4 separate regions of the Mus musculus genome follow, and regions 2, 3 and 4 are each linked to region 1. Evidence: chromatin contacts called from public ChIA-PET and Hi-C data. All regions are on one chromosome and are shown on one strand. The core of a region is the stretch at or near the end of the contact, and the rest is flanking DNA. Distances in the headings are between cores, read along the strand shown. Region 1 has its middle 24 kb from the start of Sfrp2. Region 2 has its middle 41 kb from the start of 4930565D16Rik. Region 3 has its middle 52 kb from the start of Trim2. Region 4 holds the start of Arfip1 (ADP-ribosylation factor interacting protein 1).

Region 1 (5,907 bases), core at 1,057-3,556:
CTGGAAATGTCTTACTGTCTTATTTACTTGACTGACTTGGGAAAATCCAGATAAATGTGAGCACATGCTACACGGGATAAATAATCCTGACCTTTGCCCCGGAAGGCAAGCCAGGAGCTAAAGCAAGGATGTCATCTGCTCAAAGAATCCCAGCTCCTCCAAATCTGCCTTACTCAGTCTCAGTAACAGCAACACCTAAGTAAATAAATGCTAGACTGCACCAGCCGCAGGCCAGGGCCTCATCACTGAAGATTAGTCAAGCCTTGCAGAGCCTAGCACCTGAACTTCCCGGTTTTGCCTGAATCTTTCCACCCTCCCCCTCTGACACATATCCCCGACAGGCACCCTGAAGGCTCCTTGGAGCCAAGAGACAAGTGTAGTGATGTCCTCACTCCACACTAGAAATAACTTTCCATTCTCCTGAGGCCCTGATCCACGCTGCCTGATATGACTTACCTAGACTTTCACAACCATGGTCTGGAGTGGTTAAGAGCCAAGGCAATAGATTCAGGCCTCTGGGGCTTCAAATTCCTACTGTACAACCTACCAGCTTTAAAGTGTTGAGAAACCTTTTCCCCAGTCCTGGGAATGGAATCCAAGGGTTTGCTTGGCACGATAGGCCAGGGCAGCACCATCGAGGAATACCCGCAGCCACTTTTCCAAGCCTCTGAACCGTCATGCTTTAGTTCCATGGAGACGGCAAGAATATGCCTGTGGGGGTGGGGGTTGAATATGAACAACCTGCTGTAACACCTGGCACACCGCAAGCATTCTGTGTTAGCTAAGGTTTTGGTTTTGGTTACTTCCATTCACAATTTCCAGGCCTTCACATCCTCTTTCCCTCCAGCTAGAGCACTGTCCCTGATCGTGCCAGGGAGATCTCTGGAGATAGTCAACAGCGGCAGCATCACCAGGAACCCTGTTACAAATAGAAATTCTCATGTCCTGGCCAACATCTCCTGTACCAGAGCACCTCAGGGAGGGTCCAGAAGTGGAGAGCTGTTGTAGCCTTTCTGATAGAGCCAAGCTCCCGGCATGCACACTGATCCTCACAAGTGGTCCTTGAACCTGCGTCTGTCCCTATCCTCTGCTAGGAAGTAAGTTTCCTGATTGCAGAGATGTGACCATCTAGCTGGTCATTTGATCTACGGTAGTAACATCTTGTGGGTGATGACGTAAAGGCACATCCTATAGGCTGGATGATTGACTGGGTGTTTCTTCATTGTATGCTTGAGTAAATCTACACTTGATGTTAGGAGAGAGGTGCCCTCTGAAGGTAGAGGGCAAAGGTACGTTGTGAGTGGTCTCCCAAGAGACCCTACAGGTCCTGGAGCACCACCCTGAGGACCATAAAGTTCTGCATACTCTTCCCTGCGGGACTTCTCAGCTTTGTTATCTTTGAAAGTACTGAAGGTGGAGGAACAGTGGACCCGGGAAACAAGAAAGCTCCAAGCTCATCGTGTGGGCTGCCAACCAGACTCTGTTCTCCTAATGGACCCCCTCTACCAGAGAGCTAAAAAGGAAACCTCTTTCTGCCTCCCCCTCCTTCCTTCTGTCTATCAACCCCTTCCCTCAGCTTCTTCCAGTCTTCTGCTCATCTCCTCTTCCTTCCTCCTCTTCCCTTCCTTTCTTCTGTGCTCTCCTCCTCTCTTCCTACCTTTTTTCCCTCCTCCTCTCCTACTCTTCTACCTTGCTGTCCCTGTCCTCCTCTTACTCTTTCCTCCTCTCCTTCCTCTTCCTCTCTTCCCTCCTCCGCCCTTCTTCCTTTCTCATGCCCTCTGGTCGCCCTCCTCCCTTGCCTTATCCTCAGCACACCGTTCTCCCTCTCCCTTTACTCTTCCTTTACCCTCCCTCTTCCCCACCACTGCCCCCTTGCCCACTCCGATCCATTGGTTCTGAACTCCCCACCCCTCTTCCTACCTGTTCCGGACCCTCCTCCAGCCCAGTCACCTCTGGTTCCAGCAGAGAGTACAGGGCGTGGTGGGACGCAGGACCTTTCATCATGTAGGAGGACCCGCAGAACGTGCCCATGCCACACTGAGGAGTCCCTCACTACGCTAGGGAGGTGCGCAGTGCATGGTGACCTGGGCTCCGGAGGAGGTACCACTGCAGCCACAGCCAGGCCACCCGCCCGGCCACTGTCAGCTCGGCTCCAACGCGGACTCTGCTACACTCTCCCGGCGGGGATCCGACGCGGCGACGATCATGGCGGAGCTCAAAGCGGCGGCCGTGCTGGAGGTAGCCCCGCAGCTCGAGCAGGTACCCGCGGGGTGAGAGCCAGGGACCCCGCACGAGTCCTGAGGATGTGGCCCCGCAAGCGCGAGACGCGGTCTGTTCTCCAAGACTCCGCCCACAGGGATGTAAGCCGGCCCCGGACGGAGGCAGGGTCTCCGGACCTTCTGGGAAATGGCCCCTTTCTCGTTCCTCCTTCTCTCCGGGCTTTCTTCCTTCTCTTCATCCTCTCTCCCAGGCTGTTCCCTATCTGTTCCCACCAGTTCCCACTGGCTCAGGGTAAAAGAGAGGCGAGGCACTGTACTTCCACCTTCTCCTTCCGCCTTGAGGTAATCAATCTAAGAGTGCTCTGAGTCACTAGATGTCACCTTAAAGGGTTACTTGCTGGGCTCTGCCCCAAGGTTCGGATTCAAACCTATGTGGTGGGGCCTACCTCCAGGGAGTTGATGATGCTGATACTTGAAGTTTCTCCGGGCTAGTTCTTGCCTCCTATTGGTGGGAACTGAAAATTCAGTCTAATCTTTGTGTTTGCTCATGGGACAGTTCTTCTGCGCTGGCCCACACTAGAACTATATGTACAGGCGAGATATTGAAACTATCAGAGACTGGCTTTTCTTCTGGAGCCTGAATCCTTAAAATAAGGACAAAAGTATCCCACTGAAAGTGGAAGACTGGCCACAAAAGACTGCTCCTGATGTAAGGAAAAGAGCAGGAGAAGCTGGGAGCGTGGCAGGAGGGTGTTCCTTTGAGCTGGTCTTAGAGAACTGATTGCTGCTTTCAGTTAGACTTCACAGAGCTGGGGACATAAAGAAAGACTGGAGTAGCTACTGATAAGGTTGTTTGTTTGTTTGTTTGTTTGTTTATTTTTCTCGAGACAGGGTTTCTCTGTATAGTCCTAGCTGTCCTGGAACTCACTCTGTAGACCAGACTGGCCTCGAACTCAGAAATCTGCCTATCTCTGCCTCCCAAGTGCTGGGATTAAAACCAATGCCCGGCCTGACAAGGTTATATATGATAATTCCCCACAGCTCTAAACCTCAGCCTGTTCTCTTTCCCCCTAATCACCTTTAGCATGTCTGGTTGTGCATTGTCTGAGAACCTCCATCAGCATCAAAGGTTCAAAAGAGCTGGCTCCTGGTCATATTTGTTGGCTGCTGGCTTCCTAGTATCCAGAACTGAGTCTAGCAAATGGCAAGTCCTCAGTATAGACTTGTTAGGTGAATAATTCACTGACCAAATGAAAAATAGGCTCAAACAGCATGACCTAGGGCCTCAGCTCCCAGTCCTCCTTCTCAGGCAAACACCAACCACCGGCCCTGTAGTCTAGTGAGCCAATTTAAATACCTTTTGTACATGTGAAACTTCTCAAATCTCACAAGCGATTTCAAACAATTTTTAAAGGCAAGAACCACTTATGCAGAAAGAGAGGTCATAACTTTTTCTTTCAAGAATTTTGTCTGGTGCAGTTAGGACAACAAGCTGTCTTATAAGAAGGGGATTAAGTTCTGAAGAGCACCTGTCTGGCATGTATGAGATTCTGGATTCCAATATACATATATGAGAAAGAGAGAGAGCAGTTCTCAGAAAAGAAGGGGAAATGGTAAGAACAAAGAGAAGTTTCTGAGAAGAGGAGGTTTGAAGGTAAGAAGACCTGGGTAGATGTCTCCAGCATTGACATGTTCTACTTTAGTGAAAACTGTAGCTCTCCACATGTAGCTACAGGATGTGGCAACTTGCATAGCCTCAAAAGTACACTTGGAGGCAGGCATGACTTAAGCACGGTCTCATGTTCTGTCTGGCATTTTAGAGCAGCCCAATCTCCTTTTGTCTGCTTGGTTTTGAGTTTTTATGACCTATGGCCAGGACTCAGCAGGTGCTCAGATGTGGTTAGGGGACGTCAGTAGTTTCTGAGTTCATTGTTCTGGCTTTGCCACTTGGAAAGACGTTAGAGTTAGTAAATAGAACCCAGAATTCCCTGGCATATGAGCCTTTGGGGGATTATCTCGATGTCAATTAATATGGGAAGCCCCACATGAATTATGAGAGGAACCATCCCCTGTCCAGGGGACCCTGAGCTGTATAAAAATGGAGTTAACCAACACCTTCTGTTGGTGTCTGACTATGGATATGATGTGACTGGCTACTTCAGGCCCCTGCTACCTTCTCTTCCCGACCATGATGGACTCTGAACTGACACTAACAAAACCTGTTCGTGTTTCAGTTGCTCTTTGAAAAAAGTAGCACCTCTCCAAACCTGTTGAGTGTGTGGTGTGCCATCTGAAGATATTATAGGCGACTGTTTGAAGCATAGTTTCTCTGAATGCATGGAACCTTTTCTATGTCGTGATCTGTGTGCTTCTAATGGGATCATACTTAAATTTTGAGGCAGTAGAGATCCCTGGGAGTGGAGCAAGCTTTGGACTGTCCTTCTCTATCTTGTCCTCAAGACTTTCATAGCCATCCCAGCTCAAGGGTGACAAGGCCTTCCTCCTGTTGCTCATTCTCTATGGCAGGTTCTGTTTATTTTCTTCATAGTGCTTGCAAGATTGGGCACTTGTTTTGATGGCTTCTTTGTAGTCATTCATTTCCTCTGAAACAAGGGACCTTTGCCTGTCTTCTTTGACCAGTGTATGCCATCTCTTAACCTAGCACCTAGCACAGCCAAGACTTAGTTGCTGAATGGATGAATCGATAAATGAGAAGATAGTTATCAGTCCTAAGGGGTGGAAAGGAGTGAACATGTGTATGAGGTCCTACTTAGAAGTAGGGTCAGCAAAAGGTTGGGATCTAGAATGGGGCTCTGGTTCCCTGCTTTCAGCAGTTAGATAGGTGAGACATGGGTCTATGGTGCAAAATTGGAGACGCTGCACTAGGTGTCTGAGGGAGAGGGGAGTAGGTAACGTCCTCATAGAGTCAGGTTGGTCCACCGTAGGAGTTACAGGTTGAGTAGAGGTTTGTATGAAGCACTGAGAAGAAACTGAAGCTCAAATGTGCAATTTGGCAAGGCTAAAAAAAAAAAAAAGGTAAGAGGTAGATTCCAACAAGTAATGGTAGAGAGAAAGATGTCTGGCGATGGACCGGACAGAAGGAAAAAGATTGGGAATGGAAACTAATCTCCAGGTAGACATTTCATGAAGACGCATACAAAAGGAGAGCCTCTGTCCCAAGACACGTTCCCACCTGGGGGACATTCTCCATCTTAGTGTATGCATCCTGGGTGTCTTGGTCATCTGGATGTCTTTTTATAAGAATGCATTTCCTACATACCTGGAGATGTATTAGGAGCAGCTATTTTTGGCATATGCCTTCCTCTAAATATGTCATGGAGTAACAGTTCGTGTTATCCTTTCAAAGGCCCCGCAGACTTCATTTCAAAGGAAAGATAAATGAGGATACTTCCATCTACTTGGTAAGTATTTCAAAGAGTAACTTTCAGGCTTTGGCAGCTTTCTTGTTTAATTTAAGTTTTTTTGTCATCTGCTAGAAACAGTTATTTGGATGTGAGCCCTCCTGGGAAAATTCTCTAGTAGTCTTATATTTTCTGCCCTATGTAAGAGGGCAATTCTTACAATTCTGTAAATTCTTTCAGAGAGTTTCTTACTTTACACCCAATCCTTCCATTCAGTTGTATGTCTGTCGCTTTATCTTACTTTGTTTACATGTTTATGGGGTTCT
Region 2 (6,323 bases), core at 829-3,328, 550 kb after region 1:
TGTTGGCTAATATCCATCTCATCAGAACTGCAGTTGTTTTAGAATTTAGGACTAAATCTACATTTATTTGTTTATTTGTTTGTTCATTTATTTATTTATCTATTTTCGGTTTTTGTTTTTTACATCTCCTGTAGTAGTTAGTCCAGGCTGGCCTCCAACACACACACACACACACACACACACACACACACACACACCCTCTGTAGAGCAGGGGGGCTCAGGAAGCCAAGTCCATCTCTCCTGGAAAGGCTGGGGTCTTTAGGATCTTCAAGGAGGTCCTCCTCCTCTAGATTAGGGTTGGTCCTTTAGAACAAAAGCAGGGGAGATGAACCATCCACAGCTTTTGTAAACAAGTCCACAGGCAGGGGGCTGGAGAGGAGAGCCCACCAGTCCTTTGTTTTAAGCCTTCAGGCTTTTTTGTCTCAGGTCAGGAGCATGAGGAAGAAGCCAGCCATCTTGGAAGTTCACCACCTTTATTTCCTAGTCATGGCCCTTCTTCTTATCTGTCTACCTATCAGGAAACATAACTTCTAGTCCCTCAGGGAGACAGTGAACTTCCTATCCTCCTGCCTCTGCCTCCCGAGTTCTGGGATTACAAGCATGCACTGTGAAAAAGCCCAGTTTGTGCAATGCTGGAAGACTGACCCAAGGGCTCTGTGAGTCTAGGAAAGCGCTCTACCAGCTGAGCCGCATCTCCAGCCCTGGTCATTTCCCTTAGGCTGTGAGATGGTAATACACGTGTAAGCACTCCATATATTCCTTGAACTGGAACTTTGCAGATCTGTGGGCCTTCTTGATTAGATATTATGCTCCAATAATACGGCCAGGGTGTGAGAAGCTCAGCAGTCCAATGCTTGCCAAGCTTGCTTGCACAAGGCCCCGGGCTCCACCCCTTGCGCTAAGGAACTGGAAAGATGACTGGAAGGCAGGGGCTGAGTACCTAGCGCACAGTGCCAGCTTGTCCTCCGGAAGCGGAGGCCAGGGCCGATCGTTTGTGCTCTCGAGTTAGGAAGCATTCTGAGCAATAAAAAGAGACTCCCTCATCTCAAAAAAAGCAAGAACAAAACATTCCACAGCTACAAAAAAAATAAAATAAAATAAAATAAAATAAAATAAATGCACATGATCCTTGTGCGTCAGCAGAGAGCACTTTCTCAGTCTCGGAGACACAAGGTTAAGAAGACAGCAGCAGATGTTTCTGAGGGTCACATAGCATCGTGCCGTTTACATAAAGTTTTAGAGGTCACCATCTGTATGACATGGTACTTATGGATCCTGTGGATGTGAATATATATGTCTGTGCGGGTAAGGAGGAAATGCAGAGGGAAGCAGATCATACTTGGGGGCCTCTGCTTAGTAAGGCAGGTAGGCAGTATGCCACTAAACCATTGTCTATGGTCTCTATGCAGTAACATATATAAACACACACAAACATATACATACATTGTTTGTTTGGTTTTGGTTTTTTTGTTTTGTTTTGTTTTGTTTTGTTTTTTTTTTTTGAGACAAAGTTTCATTGTCTAGCCCTGGTTGTCCAGGCTGGCCTTGAACTCACAGAGATCTGCCTGCCTCTGCCTCTCCGGTATTGAAACTAAAGGCATGAGCCATCACTGTCCGGCTTGTACTAACATATTTTAGTATAATTTTGTTTGTTTGTTTGTTTGTTTAAAAAAATCAGGACATGTTACATCTCTTTGCATCCTTCTGGTTCCTCTTTCTCCAGGACTCTCACCGGTAACCTTCAAAGCAGAGAGTCCTGTTTTTCTCAGACTTGGTGCTAAGGAGCATACATAACATCTGGGGTCCCATTTCCTGAACATAAACTCCAGCTTTGCCATTGGCTGTGTGACCTGGGCAAGTGACTCAATCTCTCTGTGTTTCAGTTCACCCGTATGTAAGGTGAGGGTTCTATAGCAAGACTGAGCTAAGGAAGTGGCTGCTGAGGTCCATGACGTGTTGCTGCCAGAACCAGTCCGTGTGACGACCTTCCAGAGCATACATCCAGACTGTTGGGAAAGGTGGGTGAATGCTGAGTCCCCCGCTAGCTTTACTCTCTGCTCTGCTCACCTACAGGAGGCCCAGGAAGCCGGGGATATAGGCAGGGCTCCTCCTTCCTCTTCCGCCTCTGTCTCTTCCCACAGCCCCACCCACTTCAGCTGCCCCGGGTTTTGTTTTTCTCCAGCGGGGGGGGGGGGGGGGGGGGGGAAATGGGTGCGGCCTGGCTCCTTTGCCTTTTGCCTCTGCCGAGATGTGCTGCGCTTTCTTTCCATTTTTGAGACAGTTGCCTGAATTAGAGTTACATTGCCATCCGGGTCCTTCGCTTTGCTTGGGAATTTTAAAAATCTGGTCTTATCCAGGCTTCATCCTCACAGGACTAAGTGACAGCCTTGGGGGTGACACAAGTCTGGTAGCCCTAGCACCTGCAACATAGGGCCACCACAGGGAGAGAGCCTCAAATCTATGTACTTTGGGCCTCCTGTCATAGACACAGAGGCCCTGAAATGACCTGGGCTCTGCTTACTAATCAGACAAAGATCTTCCGGAAGTGGACCCCATCACCTGAGAGACCCAAAGATGACCTATGGACTCAAAGGACCCCGCTCTGGTTATTTGGGCAGGAGGAACGATCCGATGATTAGGCAGGTGATCCCATGCCTTCTGTTACAATGTCCTTCTATTCTGGGTCCCTCCTTCCCGCATTAAATCACAGTCTTTGCAAGGGTATCTGTCCGTGGAGGCTCTGTGGAGAAGTCACTTTATGAAGTTAAATTATTCATCAGAAATCCCTTGAGAAGACTGGTCCTTGCGGCTAGGACAGGCTGACTTTCACCTGAGCCGTGGCTCCCACCTCCTAAGGACAGGTCCTGCAAATCCTTCTTGAGGTCTGGGGAGCCATGCGTGCCGGAGGAGCAGAGCTGGAGAGCCGCTGGCTGGTGCCCCCATTAACATGGCTGTTCTGCCTCCTGAGGTGTGTGGATCCTTGTGCTTTTCCATTCGTGTGTGTGTGTGTGTGTGTGTGTGTGTGTGTGTGTAACGCTTATCTGTTTTGTTTGCTGTCATTTTTAATAAAAAATTAATTTCACAGGTTTAAGTACAGGCTTGCTGCTACAATGTCCTTCTATTCTGGGTCCCTCCTTCCCATGTTAAGTCACAGTAAGGGTGTCTGTCCATGGAGGCTCCGTGGAAAAAAAAGTCAAAACTAGCCAGGTGTGCTAGCTAGATTCACATCAGTTTGACACAGCTGGGGTCATCTGAGGGAACCTCAATTGAGAAACCAGGACCAGGCTGTAGGCAAGCCTGTGGAGCAGTTTCTTTTTAAGGAGTAGTGGGGGAGGGTCCAGCCCACCGTGGGTGGTGCCATCCCTAGGCAGGTGGTCCTGGGTTCTATAAGTAATCAGGCTGAGCAAGCCATGGGGAGGAAGCCAGCAAGCAGTAATCGGCCATTGCTTCTGATCAGCTCCTGCCTGCCTCCAGGCTCCTGCCCTCTTTGAGCTCCTGCCCTGGCTTTGCCCAGTGGGCTGTGCTGTGGTAGTGTAAGACGAATCATCACTTTCTCCCAGGCTGCTTTTAGGGATGGTGTTTTATCATAGGGGGTGGAAATCCTAACTGAGACACCAGGCACAGTGGTAGTGCAGCAGGAGACCTGGCACTGCAACGCCTCAGGTAGGAAGGTCAGCTGAGCACAGGAATGCAAGGTTAGTCTATCTCAAAGATGACTGACCGCACTTCTTAAAAAGTTGCCTTTTTTTGTTGTTTGTTTGGTTTGATGTTTTTGTTTTTGTTTTGCTTTGTTTTGTTTTGTTTGCCAGGCAGTGATGGTACACGCCTTTAATGCCAGCCCTCAGATTCCACCTCTGGAGTTCAAGGCCATCCTGGTTTACCAAGCAAGTTCCAGGACATCAGGGCCACTTTTTTTTTGAGTAGGGACCAATGAGATGATTTAGTACGTAAAGGTGTTTGCAGGGCCAGCTTGGGGACCTGAGTTTGACCCCTGGGACCCATATAAAGGTAAAGAAGAGCACTGAGTCCACAAAGTTGTGGATCTCCTCATGATTCCTATTTTCTATACCACATGTGAGTGCGCACAATACACACACAATACAATAATACACACACAATACAACAATAATAATAATAATAACAACAACAACAACAATAATAATAATAATAATAATTAATGCCTAGTGCATTTTCCTATAGCCCCAGCATCCCAGCCAAGTCAGGAAGATCGCAAGTTCAAGACCACCCTTTGGTTACATAGTGAATTCCAGGTTAACCTGAGCCACACAATGAGACACTCAAACATCAACAAAACAAGAACTTACCGAACAAAAGCACCAGAACGCAGCTTGTGCAGCTCTGGAGGGGATGGTGGTGGGTGTGAGAGAAAGAGCTAGGAGTAAAGTTACACTCCTCTAGGTCACAACAGGGAAGGGCCAGGGCCCGCTAGACCACAGTGCAGAGCGCTGGTGTGCTCTCCTGACCCAACTTAAGAGGAGCCAGAACTGTATCAGAACTGTAGAGCAGCCCCATCAGCTGCTATTGCGTTGGTGGGAAGAACCCCCACCCCACCTGAATGATTTTCTGTATTTTAGAGTCACAGAACCTGACATCTCCAGCCTGCTGTTTCTCATGCAAATGTTGACACACCTTGCAGATTTCCAAGGGAGGCCAGTGCTGTCATTTGTTCTGTTTATGGCCACGGTTGGGGCTTATTTCTATACTTATATATACACATGTATATACATAAATACACATAAATAAATATATAGTAATAAATAGTAAATAAAATAACATAAATATAAATAAAATAATAAATATATAAAATAAAATGTTTGTATGTTTATCTATTTATGGTATATTGTGTATTTATTATTGTGTTTTTATCTATTTATGGTGTATTGTGTATTTATTATTGTGTTTTAAAGGTCACACTGACCAGAAAATAAGGCCATATTTTCTAATACTCCTTGTAACTAGCTGAGACCAGGTAACCCAGGATTCTGCCTAAGAGATGCAGTGGAAAGGCAACCTCAAAGTGTGGGGCATGCTCTCCGCAAACCCTCTCATCTCCTGGTGCTGAGACCCAGATGTAAGGGGTGGAGCACAGGTAACAGGCTTGAAAGCAATGACGTGAATGCCGCGTTTTCCATCCACGATCAGACGTCTCTGATCATGGTCACTAGGTCACTGGTCTTTTTTTGTTTCCTTTTGGAAACAGGATTGTGCTCTGTAGCTCAGGCTGGCCTCCAATTGATCCTCTGCCTCAGCCTCCCCAGGGCTAACATTAAAGGTATGTATCATTTTTTTTCCAGCACAGTCTTGTATCCCCAGCTGAATGGGGTGCTAGCTAGGAGTCAGGGAACAGGCCTGAAGGGAGTCCATCTAACATGTCATTAGCATATTGAGTCAAACAATTGTGGCAACAAAGTGGGTGGAGCATGATGGTCCCTGGTCCTTCGCCAGAGTCCCTGTATATGTATCAAGCCGTGCACACCCACAAGGAGGGCTTGGTTTTGAATCCCATTTTATTTCCTTCCTCGGTTTTCTTAGTCCTGATGCAGTCAAAGAGATTTCCAAGCGTCTTTAGAATTTTTCACCTCGAAGTAATCTGTTGTGACTTGTATTCTGAGAAATTAGATGCAAATGAGGTTTGACTTGCAAATCTTCTCTGGACACAGAGGGTATCACACTGAGAACCCCACTTCTTCTCCGTGGCTCCTTTCCTATATACGTTCTTCAAGCTCCAAAGGCATTCTTTTAAAAACCCGGAAATGCTCACTTCAAAAGCACTAATTTTGAATTACTTTCATTACTGTCATCCGGCTATTAAAATCAAAATGGTAGCCTGCTCGCAGTTACGCGAGAAAGGCAGGCTGTCTGATGTTCAGTCTTCTCATTTCTCCTTCAATGCAAGGACATTTACACTGCATTTAAGCTATTTTGTTGTCTGATTTTAAAAAACAGACACTGTCAGAATCCTCAGCTATAGGCTTTCATCTTACCATTGGTGACTGCAAAGCAGGCTTTGCAGGTTGAGAGGCCTGCCAGTCTTTACCTAGCTTCTCTGTTTGTAGGTGGGGGAGCCCTCCAGAATCCAGTCTGTCGGTACCCCATAAGCCACCCACCTGAGACTTATCATTTGGGGAGAATTTCCAGAAGGAAATGACCGGCAGCCACTGCCCTCGTGGGGACCTGTTCTTTCTGCCAATGGAGGAGGGTCCATTGCTCTTGCATCTTAAGCAGAGCTAAGCAACTTGACTGGCGGCCAGGCCAGGCGGGAGGAAACCAGGTGAGCTGGCTGAGTAGGTTTGTGGGGCATG
Region 3 (6,044 bases), core at 3,537-6,036, 520 kb after region 1:
CACTAAACTTCTTCCAATTCCCTAGAGGAGGTCTCCACAGTTATAAACCAACTGTCACTCCCACTGTGTCCTTTAGACACTGGCACTCATGCCAGGAGAAAGATGTATGCTGGGTCTTGTGGGGTGGGTGCGCGGGGTAGAATAAGCCTACTTATCTCACAGCAGCCGGTTCTAGCGGAGATCAAGGCTTTCACCCTAAGTGATGTCTGTGGAGATGCAGACACTAGATCTGCACAGCATTTGTCCTGCATGGAGATCCCGTCCCGGAGGCAAGCAGAAGTGGAGGCTGTGTGTGGAACCCAAGAATAACACCACTTCCGGGAAGAGAGATGATGACCGGAAACCAGGGTTAGCCCTTAGTCTCACCCCCAGGTCCCATGTCTGCAGCTAGCTTCATTTCCTAAAGCTCCCACTAAGTCCTGAGATGCACTATCATTAGCCAAGGGTCAACTGTCCGAGGTAATGAGCCTGTGGGGACATTTACATTGGAGCCCTACCTTCCAGTGGCTCGAGGGTAAGTCCTCAGCCTGGGAAGTGCCACATTTCCTTGCCCTTTTGATCAGGTGTGGTTTTGATACAAATCCTGCATCATTCATGAGTACAGATAGGGAAGGGTCAACCTTCCTTTTTATGTGATATTCTCTATAATGCCCTTTTCCTCTTCATGTCCATATGAATTTGTCTGTCTGAACAGATTGGTTCCTAGCGGGGTTTCTCCTGTCCTATGGAAGGTGCTGTCTTAGGGTTTTACTGCTGTGAACAGACACCATAACCAAGGCAAGACTTATAAAAAACAGCATTTAATTGGGGCTGGCTTACAGGTTCAGAAGTTCAGTCCATTATCATCAAGGTGGGATCACGGTATCATCTCAGCAGGCATGGTGCAGGCAGAGCTGAGAGTTCTACATCTTCATCTGAAGGCTGCTAATGGAAGACTGTTTCCAGGCAACAAGGGTGAGGGGCTTAAGCCCACACCCACAGTGACACACCTACTCCAACAAGGCCACACCTCCAAATGATGCCACTCCCTGGTCCAAGAATATACAAACCATCACATTCCACTCCCTGGGCCCCAATAGGCTTGTTCAAACACATGAGTTGATGGGGGTCATATCTAAACATAACATAATAAAAAAGTACATTTAGTCTAACTTCCAAAATCCCCATAGTCTATAGAAATCTCAACAAAGTTAAAAGTCCAAAGTTCAAAGTCTCTTTTGAGATGCATCCAATCACTTAATTGTAATCTCCAAGACAAGACAGAAAACCAGCTGGGCAAATTCCAAAAATCTCCATGTCTGATGTCAAAGTGGTTTTCAGATCTCCACTTCTTTTTCATCTCTGCTTTTTCCTGGGCTGGTTCTGCTCCCTGTTAGCAGCTTTCTTCAGGACATATCTCATGGCTTTGGCATCTTTAATATCTTTAGGTCTCCAAGGCAAGTTCAACATTACAGCTTCTTCTTTCAATGTCTGGGATCTACACATGATCTTCTGGGCTCCTCCAAGGGACTGGCTTCACTTCTCCAGCTTTGCCCTCTGTAGCAGTCTAAGCTCAGGTTGATCGACTTCACTGCTGCTGCTGCTGTCCTTGGTGATCTTCCCATGGTACTGGCATCTCCAATACACTGGGGTCTTCCACTGCAACTAGGCTTCACCAATAGCCTCTCATAAGCTCTTTTCATGGTACCAAGCTTCAATTCCTTTGCATGACCCCTTCAGTCCTGGGCCATCAATTGCAACTGAGGCTGCCTCTTCACCAATGGCCTTCCATGGCCCCTCACAGTAACAAGCCTCAGCTGTTCTTCATGATCCCTTCATGCCTTCAAAACCAGTATCACCTTACATATGACTCTTACACATTACCAAGTCCAGCTACAGCACAAGGTACAACCTTGGCTATCTCTGGAATGCAGCTTCTCCGTGCTCTCAGAAAATACTTCTCAGAAGATTTCACCTCAGTGATGCTGGTCTCTTCTTAATTACCACTAATTTCTTAGCTCCAGCTAACAATCATCAATTGTCCCAGTCATCCCTTTTATTCTGGATTCTGAAGCCAGAGCCATGTGGCTAAAGCTGCCAAACTCTGCTGCTTGCTGGGACTGGAACATGGCCCCCTTGTTTTATATTACATTATCACTTTCTGGTTTCCAACTTCTTCACTGGTTCAAGGGTTGCTAGATGTCCAGGCAAGAGACTTGGATTTCATTAACTCTTTGTTGAGCCAGAGAGAAAAGAAAAGAAAGAAAGGAAGAAAGTCAGACACACACACACACACACACACACACACACACACACACACACACACTGGCAGGACCCGACTGTTTCATCAATTTCACAAGTGCACATGCACACCTATATACACATATACCTAGTTATGTATGCATGTTCATACATATAGACATACATTCATAAAGACATACAGTCATATTGTACATACACATAGACAGATGGACAGACCTATATGCATTTGGAGGATGGAGCACAACCCCAACAGTAACACTTTATTTTTTCTCTCAGCCATTTTATACTTTCTTAGACAAAGGTTCTTTGTAAAATTACCTCATAGATAAAGTGTTACACAAAAGGGGAGTTACAGTCGGATGTTGATAGTAAGTTCAAAGCGGTGTTTCATTCTATAAGCTCATTATAAGTTCAAAGCAACAACAGTGTCACATGGCCTTGCTTTATCAGAGTGCACACCCGTGACTTCATCCTTGGACCTGACCTAGAATGAATGCTTTTCCTTGATCATAAATCTGTCTGAAGCCTATTTTTCTTCCTGGTGTAATTGTGAAAGCTCATTGCATTCCTTATTATGCACTTTTTACTTACTATTCTATGAGGAGGGGCATACTCTGTTCTTCCTCATTCTGACTTTATTATATCTTTCTGCCAAAACAAATAAGCCATCTCCTTACACTTTCTTCCTAAAATTATTTGAATCAAGTCAGGAATTCTATAAAGTCATTAACTCATCTAAACAGCATGAATTTATGAAAGTTCATCTTTGTGTTGATCTGCAGGAAATTTGCCCAATCAGATAGGCTGATGCCCAGGAATCGTTGGGCTATGTAATAGTGTCAGGAAAGACATATCAGCAGCAAGAAGCAACCCTGGGACGAAGTCTCTGGGGCTGTGCCTCTCCAGAGTGTCTGCATCACAGCCATGCAAAATGGTGGGCCACCTCAAGGAAACTTACTTGCCATATCTTTCCTAGATGGCTTCTGCCAGTTAGTCATTTCCAGTGTTCAAGGGAATGCAGACAGACAGACAGACAGGCAGACAGATGGACAAGAAGGTTAAGTCAAATGTGAGTTCTGAGTTGAGCTGCAGTTCTCAGTGTGAATTCACGGGGCATCTATCTATCTTGTCTATGAGGAGGAATATAGAAGCAAATCATAATATTCTCCACAAAAGACAACAAGATCCTTGGACCACTGGCTAAATCCCAGCGTAAGATGAGGCTGGACCATTCTATTACACCAAATATGTGTGAGCTACCAAAGACTACCAAAGTTACATCCAAAGGATCCAGAAACCATCTCCAGAGGCTCCACTAACCAAACAAGGAACAGAGCATTAAAATACAGAGTGCCTGTCAGCAACTGCAGCCCCTCAGAGTGTCACAGTCCCATGGGTCATCTTCTGAGGGTGACCTGGAGGTATCTGCCAACTATTGCCTGTAACTAGTCTTGCCAAATTTTGTGTGCAATGAAAATGGTTATGAATTCCACTTTAGAACTTCATGTGGGACCTGCTGGGAATGGCCACAGTACCTGTGCCCCAGGAAGAGCAAATGGTGGGGTGGGACTCACCAGTCTGCTTTATCATGGTACACGGAGCTGCAGTGGGAGGTCTCACGCCCAGGCTCCCTGGGATGGCTGACCATCTTTCCCACAGGTGGGCTTTCTAAAGTGGCATTGTCTGGGTTACAGGATTTCTCACAAGCAGCCCCAGGCACCACCTCTAAGGACACAAAGCAGAATCTATATCTCTACGGGACACAGGTGTAGGTTTCATCCACCATCACCTTCACGTGCTCTACTGTTTAGAGCAGCCGTGTGCAGGCAGATTCAGTGACTGGCAAAAGCCCAACACAACAGGGAGTGTCTGTACTCCCAACCCCCACAGGAATGAATCCATTTTCTTGAAAACTACATAGTAAGAGCAAGAATCTTCTGACTCATACCACTGCGAAGTCATATCCTATGTGAGAGGTGACATTTTGTATAATTATTCTACTGATGATGGAAAATAAAGGACGAGAGCCCACAGGATCCCAGGAAGACAAGCAACTTTACCATTTTTTGCATATCAACTGGAAATTCTTTTAAAGATTTGTTTATTTTATGTATATGAGTACACTGTAGCTGTCTTCAGACACACCAGAAGAGGGCATCAGATCCCATTACAGATGGTTTGAGCCACCATGTGGTTGCTGGGAATTGAGCTCGGGACCTCTGGAAGAGCAGTCAGTGTTCTTAACCCCTGAGCCATCACACCAGCCCTCAAGTGAAATTTTAACGGAGTGAGTTTTTTAAATGTTAAAGTCAGTACTTTTTTCCCTCTATTGCTGGGAATTGACCCCAGGGCCTCGCACATGCTAGATGAATGAACCATTACCAAGATATATCCTCAAACACCAAATGGCGAAATTCAGATATCACCGTTCTGAAGACCTCCCGGGAATAAATAATGAATCTAGCCTTCCAGCATCAACAGTTGATGGCTTCAGAGACAATTAGCTTGATGTGCTACGAGTGGAAGGATATGGCGCCATCTAGTGTCCTGTATAGGGATCAAGCATGCATCTGTTCCAACCCCTGAGGTGCAGGAAATGATGAAATACGGAGGAAGACCAAGACACTAAGAAACTGACCAGTGACCCCTGTGGGTCACTGAGTTGTTCTCTGGGTTCTTTAAGGAATTTCTAAGACCTTCTTGGGCAACTTGGAGAGACCCTGTCTCAGAATAAAAAGTGACAGAGGGATCGGAGATATACCGGGGTGGTACAGTACTTTCCTAACATGTGTGTGGCCCTGGGTCCAAATCACAGTTTTAAAACAAAACAAAACAAAACAAAACAAAACAAAACAAAACAAAACACAGAAAGGGCAGGGCTGGAAAGGAACCAACTGGAAAGATACAGTGTGAAGTTACACGAAATGGAGTGGTACAAGCTGAACTATAGATAAGGCTTGCACATGCGGGCGACAAAATGATCGAGAAACAAGGAAGTGGCCTGCAGTCTGCGTCAGGAGAGACCCCTGCCAGAGGAAAGTGGCAGCTTGAAGACGACCCTGGCAGGAGAGGGGTCTCTAGCTCTTTACTAGTGATGTTGCTCGGCGCACTTGCTGTGTGATTACTCGCAGCATCCTACATTGGGGGATTTCTAGGTTGTCTCTTACAGTGAACCAGACTCTGCGACCTCATTTGCTTCCCGCCACTCTTATCCACTTCTAGAGTCCAGCCAAGAACTTAGCATGGTGACTGTTGGGTCTGGTGACCTGCGAGCTGAAAAGGTCACCAATAAACCTGAGGAGAGCAGACACCTACCAGGTCCTTACTAAGTGTCCAACACTTAACATGGAGCCTCGCTCCTGAGGCGTTCCCTCTGGGAAGACTGTGAGAGACACACTTCATCTTTGACCAGGAGCTGTTAGGGCTGTGAAGGAGATTGCCTGGGGTGTTTTGTAACATGTGTGAATACCTAAAACAGCAGTATGGCTTGGCATTTACAGCAAGTGCTTACCCTATAGAGATTCAAAAGAGCCAGCTGTCTTTATGGAAAGGTCTCCCTCTTCCCCTCCTTTTCACCCTCCCCTCCCTTTCCCCTCCCCCTCCCCTCCCCCCCCCCCCCATTTGTTGAGACAGTATTTCTCTCTATAGTCCTAGCTGTCTTGGAATCCACTCTGTAGACCAGTCTGGCCTCAAACTCAGAGATCAGCCTGTCTCTGCCTCCTGAGTGCTACAAATAAAGCATGCCAGATAAGGGCTTTACATCCAACACACACACACACACACACACACACACACACACACAC
Region 4 (5,921 bases), core at 1,134-3,633, 790 kb after region 1:
CACTGTGGGGCTACACAGAATCTAGCTTCTAAATCTGCTTTTATCTTATAAGCAACTACCTTAGCACTGACTGCTCTGCCAAGTGAGGATGCTACACTGAGGGGAAAATCATGATTTTTGTGAAGAGAAGAAATTAGTTACTTTAGGTAACTTATTATGAGCTGTGCAGGTAACACTGTATGAAATGAGCTTCAAAATGTTACAATTTCAACCTCCAAACACTTTAAAACCAAATCAGTAAGTAAATATGTGCTCCAAGACTTACATAAAGCTTAGAAAGATCCTCACTTACAAGAAAGAAACAATAAATAGCATGCATAATACAGAATAAAGAGAAGGTGTGTCAAAAATGCTGACGCCATATGGACTACAGAAAACATTTCTGCCCTTCCTTAGGGAAGCCCAAGGCAGACAGCTCCCGATAAAAGCAAGATAATGAAAGCAAAGGACAGCCGTCATTCCAATGCTTTACTCTGAGTTGTACCCAGTGGGCTGGGGATATTTAGTATGCATTAAATAGTAATAAACACACCAGCTTAGAAATTCTCTGTATTGGCAAAGCAATGGGCACAGCCAGCTTTCCCTAAAAAGAAACCTCAAAACCACCAACCAGGAACTAACTTGGTTCCTTCTATAGGTCCAGAAAGGAATGTAGAAATGCGGCAGTTTTGAAGTAGTGAGATTTCAGGACCAGGCTGAAATCCCTGCACTCTGCTCTGCATAACACCCGAGTAAACCATGTGTAACTTGGGGAAACAGCAGCTCCGTGAATAAACTGTTTCCTTTAGCTTCAACAAGACACTAGACCAGTACTTCTTAATCATGCTGCACATTCCACGTCTTTTAAGAATTTGATAAGAAGAATGCATTTCCCCAGAACACACACATACAAACTTTGCACATCATTTCAGGGTAGAGATAGAAAAACCCCTGATTCCTGGACTGAGACCCCAACCCAGGATTAAAGCAAGCATAATCCAAGAAAAGTAACATCTTGTCAAGCAGGAAACAAAATAGCTCAGGCAAAGCCTTTTATTCAGAAAATCATAGTGGAAATATGCTGTTTTCCTATATACTGTTAAACTTTGGAGTTAGAAGGAAGCGTTGGTCACGGTGAACAAGAAAAACAAAAACGAAAATTAAAAGCAAATAAAAATAGAACAAATACAAGAAAAGTGTACATTGCTGCAACGCTTGCTCTGAAAGAGCAGCAATGAAATACAAGCCATTCCTGCAGCCTCCAGAGAACTGACCAACCGCCATCAATCTGGTGCACCTTTCTTTAGCAATCAAGTTAATCAAATGGCAAGTGTGAACACACCTTCGCAGTTGTGAAAGCAACACGTTGATGAAAAGCCCTGCGATTTTTTCATTCGTCCTCCGCCCCCCTGATCAGATAAGAACCAAGAAAGGATAGTTCAGGAAAAAATAAAGGAGGGACGCACAGAAATCCTGAAAGGGTGACTTAAAGGATCTGCAGGAAGTGTAAAATATAAACTTTTTGAGATCAGAGGGTTCAAGAGGAAAACAAGAACAAAGCCAAGGAAGCAATAACAGGGGAGAAAGTCTAGAATCTAAGCACTTAACACACACACACACACACACACAGAGAGAGAGAGAGAGAGAGAGAGAGAGAGAGAGAGAGAGAGAGAGAGACGCTTCCTTTCCTAGACACGTAAAGAGTAGTTAACTTGGCAATAAGGAACGCACCAGAAGGCAGGGCCACAATTTCCTCCTCCAAACTCCAGCATTCCTTGGACGCCCTCAGGCTTGGGACATTTCAGGCAGGGCGCCTCCCTCGGCACCGGTGTCAGGCAATCTCTCCAAGAGATTGCTACCTCCCTTCCTCTCACAGCAGGAGAGAGGAAGCAGGACACTCAGGGAAGAGCAGGGGGAAAGGCGGCCCACTCGGACAGAGTCCAGAAAGCCCCAGACCCTGCCAACTCTTCCCACTGCCGAGCGGAGCCGCCCCAGGGGCCAGTGCTGCCCCCCTTCACTCCAGAACACACTCAGACTCAGAGGGACAGGAGGGACCAAGGGGCGGACTTGGCTGCTCCCAGGGATGGAAGTGCCCAGGAGCAAGTTTGATGAGAGTAGCCGCAGGCGACACATCCATCTGTCGGGAAGCACGCCACCCCAACCCCTTCCTTTCCGCCGCGGCTCCGCCCTCACCTGTCTGTCAGCGGGGAAGCCGGCAGCGCTCCGTCGCGGGCTCTCCCGGTCGCAGCCCTCGGGAATCACGTCGGCCAGAGGGAGAAGGGACCGGAAGCGCAACCGGGAGCTTTTCCTTCGTCTCCTCCCCCACGCCTCGGGGGCGGGGAGCAGCTACAGCTGTCACAGGCTCCGGGCAACCAACCGCCGAGGACACTTGCACCCGCGACCTCTCAACCCGGTCTCCGGCGCTTGCACCCTACCCGCGAAGCCGGAAGCGAGCAGACCGGAAGTGCGGGGTCTTAGGCCCCGGACAGCCTCTCTCTAGAAGCCAAGCCCGGGCCCCGCCACGTCTCTATGGTGCGCGCGCGTCTCCCAGGGGGCTGGGTCCTCCCGACTCCGCCCCGGGCCGCGGCCCTGTGAACTACATCCGGGAATCCGCACGGACCGTTGCCGGGGTAACCGGGTTGCAGCGTAGAGGAACAGTCCATAGTTTGCGAAGTGCAGCCCTCCAGCCAGACATCCTCTACCCTTTTCCCACACGCGTACTCCGTGTCTGGAGGGTGGAGGTGGCCGTAGCTCACCACCGCGGAGCCGAAAGTTTGTCAACCACCGGAGAGAAGAACGGGATGCGGAAGGGATGGAGCGAAGATGAGTGTACCGGCGCTGGCAGCACGGAAGCCCGGCCCTCGCTTTCTTAGGTTTCTCGCTAGCTCTCCGCGATCACCGCACTCTTACCAGTCTGTGCACCAAGACCGGCAACCGTGAACGTGCGGTGGTAGCTCTGTTTCTGTGCTTGCTCTCTGACAGTGGGCTCATAGTACTTTTCTTCGCTGCTCCTCTTTTGCCGGCAACCGAACTCTGCCTTCTTGCTCATCCCCTCTTAAGTAGATCGCTGACGCCCCGTCCACAGAAACAGTTCAACTGTCCCTTCTCCCAGAGCTCTTCTTGGTCGTTTCCTACCAGACTTTGGGGGTACCTGCGAGAATCTTCCCTATTCCCAGCGGTGTTAGATAATGAGTTTAAATATCCTTGTACTGTGTCTTCCTCAGTCTGGTTAATAGTAACACTACATACATTTACATAATGCACTACACATATTTCAAACCTAAATAACGGTATTGTCTTAGATTGCTAGCACATCAACTCAAACAAAACATCAACAAAAACAGTGCTGACATGCCCAAACATAAATCTTGTATAAAGGGCTTTTCTGTTCTGAAATTGAGCTATAAAGGGAGTGGTGGGTGGGTACCAATTCTCTCAAACTGTAATTATTCTGCAATGTATTGTGAATTTTCCTACTCAAAACCATCCTCTTGAGTTGAAACCCATTAGTCTTCTCCATTATTAGAAAGGGGCCCCTGTCTAGTGTAACTCTTGCTCTCGTTCTGTAAGAACTGAATAAGACTTGTAGCTAAGTGCAAGTGTCATCATGTACAGGGCTTCTGAAGGGTGACTTGGAAAACATGTCTTGCAATGCCCGGTTGTGTATGAATGGTGTGGACAGCTAGTACATAACAAAACTGGGTGTCTCCTTGAGGATGCCTGGTGGTGTTTCTTTAAATTTGGGGATACTTGGCTTCTTTTATTATCTATTTGTTCTTAAGTTGTATACTTTCTCTAGGAATTGCTGATAGTTTTTATGATGGTTCTGATGGACTTGGAACTAATGCTAATTTTCTTTGATAAAGATGCTATTAGTTGTCTATTTTAAGTAACTGATCGATCAGTCCAGTGAGGTTCTGGTATTCTGCATGATTATCCTTATCCATAATATTGTGGTGAGCAAGACTATGATGGGATTAATTTATTTCTCCCAAGATTTCTTTTGCCCCAAGAGAAATGCAAATGTAGGCCCACCTTTAGAAACACTGAAATCTGCTTCTGTTGGTGATGAAGAATTGCAAAATACTTCTGTACATCATTTGGACTGAAGGAAGCAGAGGCTTGTGTTCTTTGGATTTGGGGAAATTTTTCACTCGTGTGTGTGTGTGTGTGTGTGTGTGTGTGTGTGTGTTACTTGAGATCAATTTTTTATACCAAACGTTTAAACCTATTTCTACTTAAATGAAAATTTATTTTCCTTTCCTTCTTTTTTCTTCCTTCTTTTTTCTTCCTGTCTTCTTTCTCTCCTTTTTTTCTAATACAATTTTGTCCCTTTTTGCCCCCAAAGAATTCTGTCTGTCCATTCTGCTTAGAAAGAATAAAAGATTCCTATTCCTCCCGGTTGATATATATGATCAGAGAGGTAAGAGAAAAGAATTTGCTGTCACATATAATCATGACATGGAGATAATGTATTCACCTTTTGCAAAGTTATATACTCTTTATTCCCTGGAGTTGTAGAGGACATTAGTAGACTGCCTGCCTTTCATTTTATCATCAGGAAGGGAAGGAGATAAGCCACAGGTTCTCGGCTGGTGCTACATCCATATCTTGTCTATGGGAATTCTGATAATGTGTCAAAATTTCCAGCACTCTTCATCAGTAGGTTTCTCTTCATGGACAGATATTGAGGTTACTAATCACAGTGTAATCTTCAGTAAACAAAGATATTAAGTTCCCAGATGAGCCAGTTGGTGGCACATGCCTTTAATCCCAGGCAACCAGACCTTCGTTCGAGACCAGCTATAGAATTCCAGGATAGCTGGAGCTACACTTAGAAACCCTGTCTCCAAAAACAACAACTGCAAAACAAAAACAAACAAACAAAACAAAACAAAAAAGAGCAGCCAGTGCTTTTCAAGCCAGTCCTGTCCCTCATCTGGGCAAAGTGAGAAAGCTGGCCCTGGTGGTGTGGGCTCAGGAGAGCTGGCAGACTGACAACCCAGCCACTCAGCTACAGATCCAGGGCTTTGAGTTGGCCCACCTCAACATCTACTCCATCTATGAATTATTGGACTTTGTGAAAGGGCTGGCCCTGCAGATTCAAAGCTGCAGGATCTCCATGACACAGGGCAACAACAGGATATCTAAGAGGAGTCCTGGGAGAGGGCGAGATCCAGTATTGATAGAGTAGCTGAAGCCAGAGGCCTCTAACCAGATTAATGACTCATTGTAATGAATATTTGCCAGGAAAGTTGTTTGGGCAGAAGGGTAAACACCGTGGCATACCTCAGCTTCCATTTTAGAGTTTTGTTTTGTTTTGTTTTGTTTTGTTTGTGGGGGAGGCTGCAAGTGTGGAGGGCAGATGGAGGTACAGGGAGATGAGTGGGATTGGAGTGCCTGATTCGAAATTCACAAAGAATCAATAAAAGTTAGAAGAAGAAGAGGAAGGAGGAGGGGGGAGGAAGAGAGGGAGAAGAAAAGGAGGAGGAGGAAGAAGCAGCAGCAGCAACAGCAGCTCCCAGATAGACAGTAAAAAGTAAAGGTGCGAGGCGGTGGTGGCGCACGCCTTTAATCCCAGCACTTGGGAGGCAGAGGCAGGCAGATTTCTGAGTTCAAGGCCATCCTGGTCTACAGAGTGAGTTCCAGTACAACCAGAGCTGCTATACAGAGAAACTGTCTCGAAAACAAACAAGTAAAGGTGCTATACTTTTGAAAGCTTTCTAGTATGTATGTGTACAGTTTCACTCCCATTATGTATAAAGTACACTGTGTGAGCTTTGTAGTATGAAGGCTTTAAGCACAGGCGCTAAGTCATTCATTCATTAATTCATTCATTATCTCATTATATCATCTGTTATTGTTGATAACAGAGGGACCTTCTCATATGACTCTAACTTTCTCCCTCTGGACCTCCAGTTGGCTTTGGTAGCATTCTGAAT

Evidence for each region. Hi-C and Micro-C count contacts between places; a contact is called where the count stands out from the background. ChIA-PET counts read pairs in DNA pulled down with a chosen protein or histone mark.
Region 2: an RNA polymerase II ChIA-PET map of memory CD8 T cells shows a contact between it and region 1, with 22 read pairs. The contact joins two enhancer-like sites. A contact is called at or near these places in 2 of 484 Hi-C or Micro-C datasets (embryonic stem cells and large pre-B cells) and 1 of 115 datasets of contacts at active chromatin or transcription factors (memory CD8 T cells).
Region 3: a contact with region 1 is called in a Hi-C map of the N1E-115 cell line, with 7 times the contacts expected there. The contact joins two enhancer-like sites. A contact is called at or near these places in 8 of 39 promoter capture datasets (the C10 cell line, HPC-7-derived erythroid cells, cranial neural crest and 4 more), 4 of 15 datasets of contacts at CTCF or cohesin (embryonic stem cells, large pre-B cells, pro-B cells and 1 more), 26 of 484 Hi-C or Micro-C datasets (B cells, the Ba/F3 cell line, CD8 T cells and 14 more), 6 of 115 datasets of contacts at active chromatin or transcription factors (the 230-238 cell line, embryonic stem cells, fibro-adipogenic progenitors and 2 more) and 3 of 9 other capture datasets (adipose tissue, liver and macrophages).
Region 4: an RNA polymerase II ChIA-PET map of memory CD8 T cells shows a contact between it and region 1, with 7 read pairs. The contact joins the promoter of Arfip1 here to the enhancer-like site in region 1. A contact is called at or near these places in 2 of 39 promoter capture datasets (the C10 cell line and pre-B cells), 2 of 115 datasets of contacts at active chromatin or transcription factors (bone marrow-derived macrophages and memory CD8 T cells) and 1 of 9 other capture datasets (liver).

Annotation. Positions count from the first base shown.
Region 1 is chr3:83,787,650-83,793,556 of GRCm38.p6, forward strand. It overlaps the pseudogene Gm7115. Among named protein-coding and RNA genes, the nearest start is that of Sfrp2, 24 kb to the left of the region's middle. Within about 2 kb of position 2,307, at least 133 of the 459 cell types and tissues checked have an H3K27ac peak or open chromatin away from gene starts, as enhancers often do. A contact at or near this core is called in CD8 T cells, the N1E-115 cell line, adipose tissue and 2 more, where this site is marked.
Region 2 is chr3:84,335,678-84,342,000 of GRCm38.p6, forward strand. No RefSeq gene overlaps it. Among named protein-coding and RNA genes, the nearest start is that of 4930565D16Rik, 41 kb to the right of the region's middle. Within about 2 kb of position 2,079, at least 79 of the 459 cell types and tissues checked have an H3K27ac peak or open chromatin away from gene starts, as enhancers often do. A contact at or near this core is called in memory CD8 T cells, where this site is marked.
Region 3 is chr3:84,308,420-84,314,463 of GRCm38.p6, forward strand. No RefSeq gene overlaps it. Among named protein-coding and RNA genes, the nearest start is that of Trim2, 52 kb to the left of the region's middle. Within about 2 kb of position 4,787, at least 84 of the 459 cell types and tissues checked have an H3K27ac peak or open chromatin away from gene starts, as enhancers often do. A contact at or near this core is called in CD8 T cells, the N1E-115 cell line, adipose tissue and 1 more, where this site is marked.
Region 4 is chr3:84,580,242-84,586,162 of GRCm38.p6, forward strand. Arfip1 (ADP-ribosylation factor interacting protein 1) reads right to left here and starts at 2,384. Exons shown (of 9, transcript NM_001081093.2): 1 at 2,173-2,384. Gm35410 (predicted gene, 35410) reads left to right here and starts at 2,174. Exons shown (of 1, transcript NR_164319.1): 1 at 2,174-4,375.